Linked DNA regions of Arachis hypogaea: region 1 is linked to region 2. The links are chromatin contacts, called in public Hi-C maps. All regions are on one chromosome and are shown on one strand. Each heading gives the region's core, a stretch centred on a gene start, on an enhancer-like site or on the middle of the called end of the contact. The rest is flanking DNA. Distances are from core to core; before and after follow the strand shown.

What was found. Hi-C and Micro-C count contacts between places; a contact is called where the count stands out from the background.
Region 1: a Hi-C map of an unstated tissue shows a contact between it and region 2, with 10 times the contacts expected there. The contact joins the enhancer-like site here to the promoter of LOC112715962 in region 2. A contact is called at or near these places in 4 of 8 Hi-C or Micro-C datasets (leaf and an unstated tissue).

What each region holds. Positions count from the first base shown.
Region 1 is chr10:93,566,650-93,571,135 of arahy.Tifrunner.gnm2.J5K5, reverse strand. No RefSeq gene overlaps it. Among protein-coding and RNA genes, the nearest start is that of LOC112715963, 27 kb to the left of the region's middle. Within about 2 kb of position 2,130, at least 3 of the 3 cell types and tissues checked have open chromatin away from gene starts, as enhancers often do.
Region 2 is chr10:93,491,478-93,495,568 of arahy.Tifrunner.gnm2.J5K5, reverse strand. LOC112715962 (deSI-like protein At4g17486) reads left to right here and starts at 2,556. Exons shown (of 3, transcript XM_025767804.3): 1 at 2,556-3,029; 2 at 3,110-3,397; 3 at 4,020-4,091. The coding sequence starts at 2,891. LOC140175706 reads left to right here and starts at 741. Exons shown (of 1, transcript XM_072204244.1): 1 at 741-1,172. The coding sequence starts at 741. The coding sequence ends at 1,172.

The DNA of each region.
Region 1 (4,486 bases), core at 881-3,380, 76 kb before region 2:
ATATGTCTTTATATAGACAAAATTTTTCAATAAAATAATATTTTTTTAACTAATACTTAGTTGTATATATTGGTGGCACAATAAAACTTGTAGAATTTGCTTCAAATTGCATGTTCTAGCTTGCTTACTAATAATTAAGGCAATATCACAATATTAAGTAGTAGTTAATTTTGCTTTAATATTTTCTAAAGGAAAAGTCTAGGGCTAGTATATTATTGGTAGTCAAACTTTTAAACTCATTTTTTACTATAACTTCAAGATAGTTCCAAGTTGTTGTGCTTGATTTATATTATCTAACAATTGGGTTTTATGAAATATTTGTAGAATTAAAAAATGATCTACTTGTGTTAAGTGAGGTTGAGTTAGTTGAGGATGTGATTAGTTATGATAAACTCGCAGACCAGAATAGTAATAAAATAGCGGATTAATTATTCTGTTGGTATTTTTAATTAGATTTTCATAATATAAGAATTAGTAATTAAGTCTTTATATTAGACTAAAACTTTTAATTACATTTTTTTATTTTTTTATTGAAAACATATTTTTTTTAAATCCTCCTTTTTGTATTTGATGTAAGATGAAATATAAAATATTTTAAAAACAAATATTTTAAATATTTTTTAAAATAACAATTAATAAAAATTTAATTACAGATTTTTATTTGATATAAAAATTTAATCATAAATTTTAAACGATAAATATCTGATTAAAAATTTAATAAAATTATAAAATCTAACAAAAGGTAAATAAACTTAAAATAGCATACATCATTACAGAGAGTATCTAGAACAATACAGTACATACATGTTAGTACATGTTAGCTTGGGCAACTCACCCAAGAATTTGCCTCAGGTTTTGAAGCAATCACCCTAAATTAGACCTAATTTTCACTGCTTAACCAACCAAAAGTTCAGTGACGTAAAATCCCAAAATTGATTGTGCATACATTTCTAATTTCTCTCTCTCTCTCCCCTTTTTTATATTTGGGGCAAGAGGGGACAATTTTTTACTTTTTGGGCTATGGGCCTACCCAAAAATGGGTTTGCCAAAAAGCTAGTGCAAAATTGTATAACACTTATTATAAACTCTAATAAAAACAATTTATTGATGTCAGATTTGAAATACACATTAATGACTGACCAAAAAAAAAAATACACATTAATGTAGCTGAGGCTTGGCTCAGATGAAAGATTTGTAAGCCTCTCATCAAGTTGCACTCAGGATCGATTTCCAGCAATAGCTGGGTATAGTGTGCTTGAGTATGTATGTCCAAAAATAATAAAAAAATACACGTTAATACCGTGAGTATATGTGAAAAAAAGAGATTTTCCTTATTGATTGACAATATATAGGGCTTAATGCTGGTGAGATAGATTTTTGCACTCCAGAGAATACGAGTATATAGCATGTGCTGGTTAGAATCAGGATGAACTGGTCTATTTCGACCCCATTAATAAAAAACTGATCATTTGACCTATCTGGTTTATAGTAAAAATACTTTATAACGAATTGTTTAAAAAAAAAAACAACTCAAAAATTGAATAACCGATTAACAGTTAACTGGTTTAAAATAATAAATCACAAAATAATCAATTTTCTTAAAAAATTATTGAGAAAAAGACAAATAGAACATTGATATTTTGATCCACTGACATTTAAGTCCTCAACAATTTAAAAATACATTTAAGTCTCTAACTTTTTCAAAATCTAGACATATAGATCCCTTATATTCGCTTGGGTCTGTCAAACCTAACAGAAAAATTAAACGTGGCTCTTGTTCTACTGAACTGATTGATACGAATGCAAATGTAAAAGGATTTTTAAAATGAGACAAATTAGACTCAGAAATCAATGTGTTGAGATTTTGAAGAGGTCAGACACTTTTTAAATCCGCAAAAATTTAAATGTCTAACAAAAAAATCAGAAATTGATTTATCATTTTCTCAAAATTATATATTATATTCAATTTAATTCCGATTAAACACCGATTGAATTTTTGAATCCTTAAATCTCTAATTTTACTGGATCGGTTTGGTTTTTAGAACATTGCCTAATAGAGAGAGTTGTTAATTGACAGGGATATTTGGGTGGGCTTGAGCAAGCAATTGAGAAAAGTACTAAAGCTGAATACACCATACATGTGATTTTGTTTGCCCGTGACAAATCACATAAAGAACCAAAACCTATTCAGCTGGGTACTGTTCTACACCATACATGACCAAACTACAAGGTGCATGTCCCCATCCATAAATATGAACCATTCCTTATGCTTATGCTATTATTCTTGCTCACTGTTGTAAAACTCGTCAATTATTAACACTGGTTCAAAGAAGGAGGAGGGAAAAAAATCACATTACAAATAAACTACATCACAATAAATAATGTTTAATAATTTATATGACATTAAAAATTAGAATACTATGGTTGCTACAAAGCTACGTTTGTCTCAGTTGTGCTTCAGAAGCTTGTTAGCATTAGGATTTAAAAGTGATGGCAGACAATTGAGCACAACTTATGCATCACAGCATCAGCAACACCCGTGGCCCATGAAGATGGGAACTAGTGGTCGCTGAGGGGATCCAAAGGTCATGTTATATAACGATAAGAGTACTTATTTTTATTTGTTCAAATTTATGAATAATAATTAATAGACACTCATATAGTGATGTACCAGATAATTGTATACTTTAATTTTTTTTTATGACATACAAAAGCATGGCATATGGCATATATATATATATATATAATAAAGCTTTTTGGATAAATTTATAAATTATAATAATATTTTAATATTTTATTAATATTAGAATATAAATTAATCTTTTAAAATATTTTTAATATTTTTTAAATTATATAAACTATTTAAAATAATATTTGTATTAATAAATAATAGTATATATTATTTATAAAAAACTCATAACAATAATCTCAACTAAGAATAAAATTGATGATAAAAAAAGATATTTTTTAGGATGAAGTAATATTTTGGTCCTTCACGTTTGGACTAAATTTTAATTTGGTCTGTAACGTTTCAAACGTTTTATTTTTATTCTAAAAAGTTTTAAACAGGTTTAACGTGGTTCTACCATTAAATTTGACACTAATAGTTAACGAAAGAGATAAGTATTGTTTTGATCTCTAACGTTGAGAGTCAGAATCAAAACCGTTCCCAATGTAATTTTTTTATTTAGAATTATCCTTAACGTTTTTTTGTATTAAAATCATTCTTTTTACTAAAATTTTTTATTTTATTCCTAAACTACCCCTACTTTAATAAAAAAATTATAAAAGTTTAAAAAAATAAAAGAAAACGCATTTGGGGGGTCGGAGGAAGGAAAAGGGTATATGAAGGGGGAGGGGAGGGAAAGGGGGAAGGGGGAAGGGAAAGGGGAGGAGGGGGACGGCTGCGGCGAAGCTTGGAGCCGCAATCGCCGTCATCGTGGCCGTCGCCGTTGGGAATCGCGAGGGAGAGAGGAGACGCGAGCTCCTGCTGCTGCTGACCTCACCGCCTCGCCGCCTCGTCGCCTCGCCGCCTCATCTTGCTTCTGCTTCTTGCTTTCTGCTTCTGTATCTTGTTTCTGCTTCTTTGCTTTCCTGATTTTGCTTTTTGATCTGCTTGTTGCTTTCTACTTTTGCATCTTGCTTCTACTTTTTGTTTTCTGCTTCTGCATCTTACTTTTGCTTTCTTGCTTTTCTGATTTTGCTTCTGCTTTCTTGCTTTCTTGATTTTCCTTCTTGCTTCTACTTCTTGCTTTCTTGCTTCTGTTTCTTGCTTTCTTGCTTTCCGATTCTGCTTCTGTTTCTGTTTTTGCTTTTTAATTCTGATTTTGATTTGTTATTTTTTTATTTTATTGTTATTGTGTGTTGATTGATATTGTTATTTCTAAATTTGATTATTAGTATTTGATGGGAGTAAGGGAGGTGGTGGTGGTGGAATAAGGGAGGTGGTGGTGGTGGTAAAGGTGGTGGTGGTGGTGGAGGGTATTTTTGTCCGTAAAAAATAAAAAAGACGATTTTAATACGAAAAAAAATGTTAAGGACGATTCTAAATCAAAAATTATGTTGGGGACGGTTTCGATTCTAACCCTCAACGTTAGGGACCAAAATAATACTTATCCCTTAACGAAATTAGTGACATAAAAATTTTACTAGTTAAGTTATATATTCTTTCATGGGTTAGAAAACACATAATGAAAACCTTTATATTAGTAATCGTTGATAGATCGACTTTACTTACATATTAAAATTGAATGTGTGAATTATTTGTCAAATTTAATAATAGAACAATATTGAACCTGGTTAAAATTTTTTTGGGATTGAAATAGGATATTTAAAAATTTTTAAAATTGAAATAGAATGTTTAAAATATTAAAGACTAAATTAAGATTCAGTTGAAACGTTAAAAACTAAAATAATACTTTATTAAGATATAATTAGATATAAAATATACGAGTGTCGAATAAATATATCATATTTAAAATTGTAT
Region 2 (4,091 bases), core at 1,307-3,806:
TCATCAATGCTACAGAAAGTCAACATAGACGTGTATTCTTTTTGTATGACCATAGAGGTACAGGAAAAACTTTCCTTTGGAAAAGTTTAGCTTCCGCACTAAGATCAAATGGACAAATAGTGTTAATTGTTGTATCTAGCGGCATTCCTTCTCTGTTGTTACCTGGAGGTCAGACTGCACATTCTAGGCTTGCCAGACCATTAACTCCAGATGAGTTCTTTACTTGCAACATCAAGCAAGGAAGTCCATTAGCAGAATTAATTGTAACAGCTAAGCTAATTATTTGAGGCGAAGCTCCTATGATGAGAAAATTTTGCTTCAAAGCATTGGATAAGACAATGAGAGATTTGATGAGGTCCAATGATGATAAGAACCTACGATTGCCATTCGGAGGTAAAACAATTGTCTTCAGTAGGAATTTTAGGCAAATCTTGCCAATGATCCCAAAAGGAACAACACAAGACATCGTAAATGCGTCTTTAAACTCCTCATACCTATGGCAACATTATGAAATATTAAGGCTCACCGTAAACATGCGATTGCAATCTATGACTACAGATAGTCAAGTAGAAGATTTAAAGCAGTTTCCTAAATGTATTCTTCATGTTAGAAACGAAAAATCTAAAGGAACCTCTGATAGATGTAATATGACAAAAATATTGCCTGAATTCCATATCACTGATTATAATGATTATATTCAAGGAATTATTGAAGCAATATATCCTGATTAAATTGGTAACATGGCTAATGAAAGCCACTTAAAAGGTCAAGCAATTTTAGCTCCTACAATTAATGTCATAGATGAGGTGAATGATTACCTGACTGCATTGAACAACAATGAATGCAAGACGTATGTTGGTTCCAATACATGTGTTTCCGAGGGAGGTGTCAATGCAATTGAAGCCATCCACACACCGGAGTTTTTAGCAATAATTAGGTTCTTAGGGGTTCCAAATCATGAAATGAAGCTAAAGGTTGGTTGTCCTGTTATGCATATTAGAAACATTGATCACTCACCAGGGTTTTGCAATGGTACGTGGTTGATAATTACAATACTTGGAGAAAAAGTCATCGAGGTAAAATTGTTAAATTCCAAAAATTATGTCGATAAGGTCGTCATTCCAAGAATAACGCTCACACCGTCAGATGTCAGGTTACCATTTAGATTCTAAAGGAGACAATTTTCTGTGATGCTTTCTTACGCAATGACAATAAACAAAAGTCAAGGACAATCCTTGGACCACGTGAGTTTGCTACTCAAAAAACCTATTTTCATACACAGGCAACTTTATGTTGCCATCTCAAGAGTGACAAATAAAAAAGGGTTGAAAATTCTAATTACTCATGATGAAAACACAGACAAGGTTGAGAATGTTGTCTACTCTGAAGTCTTTAGAAATATATGACAATGCATTTAACATCAGGTATTGTTTAAAACTTTCATGATTTATATATATATGAATTTTTGCTCATAAAAAGCAATTTATTCCTTAGATCACATTGTTGTGACTTCATTGCCAATCACAATGCTATATTTCATCAAAATTATTTTCTTATTGCAATTTATATCATAATGTGTAATTTTCTTATATTTAGCTCAATCTTACCGATCGAGCGAGAACATCAAAATCTTCAATTTTAAATACTTGAAATCTTGTCACATGAGATATTAGATATCTTATCATTAAGGGATTAAGACTCATATTGTTCACTTAGGTAATCTTACTCAATCACAATCATCAGAATATATGCCATCTATTTTTTTCTATTATTCATATCATCAAAACATTACTAAGGGATAACAGAATAATATCAACTTCTTCATCTATCATTTTTTTCTTTATATAAATCGGTTCTTAGTACTTTAGAATTTACATATAGTTTTCTAAATCATAATGGTGCTCTTCGATTTTCAACACCAAATAAAAAACCAAATACGTATTCACTTCATCTTATCATATACTACATTTGTATTATCTACGCATAACGTGAGTGTCTTGCTAGTGTATATATATATATATATATATATATATATATATATATATATAATTTAATTTTGATGCATTGTCACTGTAAAATAATTTTACACGTGCATTCAATTACGTTATACCAGCAAAAATAATTACTTTTTACATTGATTGCGTAAATAATTACTTGCATAACTGTGTAAAATATTTTACACTGTCAATACATCAAAATTTATATATATATATGAGAAAGAGAGAGAGAGATTCTTTAATTAATTATTAAAATAATTAAATTTGATATAAAATTAATCAATATCTTTTATGCATACTAAATACACCTCCATACAATAATTGGTTGGTGGATGAAAACTTTTTTAATTCATGTAACATGATTGGTTTAAAGTAAACAATAAAGAAAAATGAAATGATTTTTATATGTTTTGTTTTAATTTAAAAGAATTTATTGAAATGAATATGAATAGATATAAATAACAAAAATAATAGTACATATAAAAAGTTAGTTATTAAATCGGTTATTAAATATTTTAGCATATATTTTATATAAATAATAAAAAAGTAAATAAAAATATAAGAATTTAGATAAATAAAAAATAAATTTTTTTCCAAAAAGTTTAAAGAATTATAAAAAACTTAAAAAATATTTGGCATTTGAATAATAAATTTGCGAGAGAAATAAAATCCTCCAAAAGTTGTTTCTCTAACAAATCCTAAGAAACTGAGAGGATATAATAAGTGTGTGATGAATAATAGTGTGGTACCCAGTTGGCTGTGGAGAGCAGAGACGATATAATAATAGTAATAATAAATGAAAAAAGCGAAAGCTGGGTGAAGAAACAAAGCAAGTTATTCTGGAATTTTCCCTCCGAAGAAGAAGAAGAAGAAGAAGAAGAAGAAGAGAAATTATGCTGCGGAAACTGGTGACGGTGCCGGGGAAGAAGAAACCGGGCACAGTGCCGGTTTATCTGAACGTGTACGATCTGACTCCCATTAACGGCTATGCATATTGGCTTGGCCTCGGTGTCTATCACTCTGGTGTTCAAGGCAATCTCCTAACTAACCCTACCTTTGGCTTTCTTCTTTCTTCAATTTCTGTTTCCTAATTCTGTTTTTTCTGCGAGCAGTTCATGGAATCGAATATGGTTTCGGTGCGCACGAGCACGATACGACGGGGATCTTCGAGGTTCAGCCACGGCACTGCCCTGGCTTCACTTTCAGGAAATCGATATTCATAGGAACAACGGATCTGGGCCCCAAAGATGTTAGGGCTTTCATGGAGAAGCTTGCTCACCACTACTCTGGCAACACCTACCACCTCATCTCCAAGAATTGCAACCACTTTTGCAACGATGTTTGCCTCAGGTTAACCGGAAAATCTATCCCTAGATGGGTTAATCGACTTGCTAGACTCGGTAACCAACACACAATGCTTCTTGCATTTCATTTTCTGCTCGACTCATGATAATTCAAATCCTATGTTTCTCATTCTGGATTTCAGAGATATAGCTAAATGTGTTTTTTCCCATCTGCTTCGGGGGAGTGCATTCATGGTGTCAAAGTTTGCATGACCTAAAGGTCTAAAGTTCCATTTTTGTTTATCCAATAGAATGAATTTTAGCATAAGGCCAATGAAAGCTTATGTAAAATATTCACGCAAAATCCAAAAGAAGTTTTTGCGCAAAGGATTGTATTAGAGATATAATTATTCATAAGGAAAATGGTTTTATGACAATACCATTATCCAGTCCCTAAAAGTTAGGGTCTTTTTAATCTTCACATGTCAAAAGGGTAGTTTACCCTTCAGATTAACCTTTTCTTTCTCGTAGCTCTTACTTGAATCAACTCATTTGTTAATTGATTAATTCTCATAAATACTATGTTCTGATATGCACTTCTTGTGTGATTCATGTTTTTATGCCCTATCTCCAAAAATTAATCTAGAAATCCTGAATACATGTGAGTGAGATTTTGATCTAAGAGGGCTTGTTGAAAGGATTTAGCATTTACGATCATGTTATGATTTTTAAATTGAAGGTCTTCTCTGCAACTGTGTTCTTCCTCCGGGGCTTAACGACACCAAGGTTCGACAAGTTACATCAGAAAAGG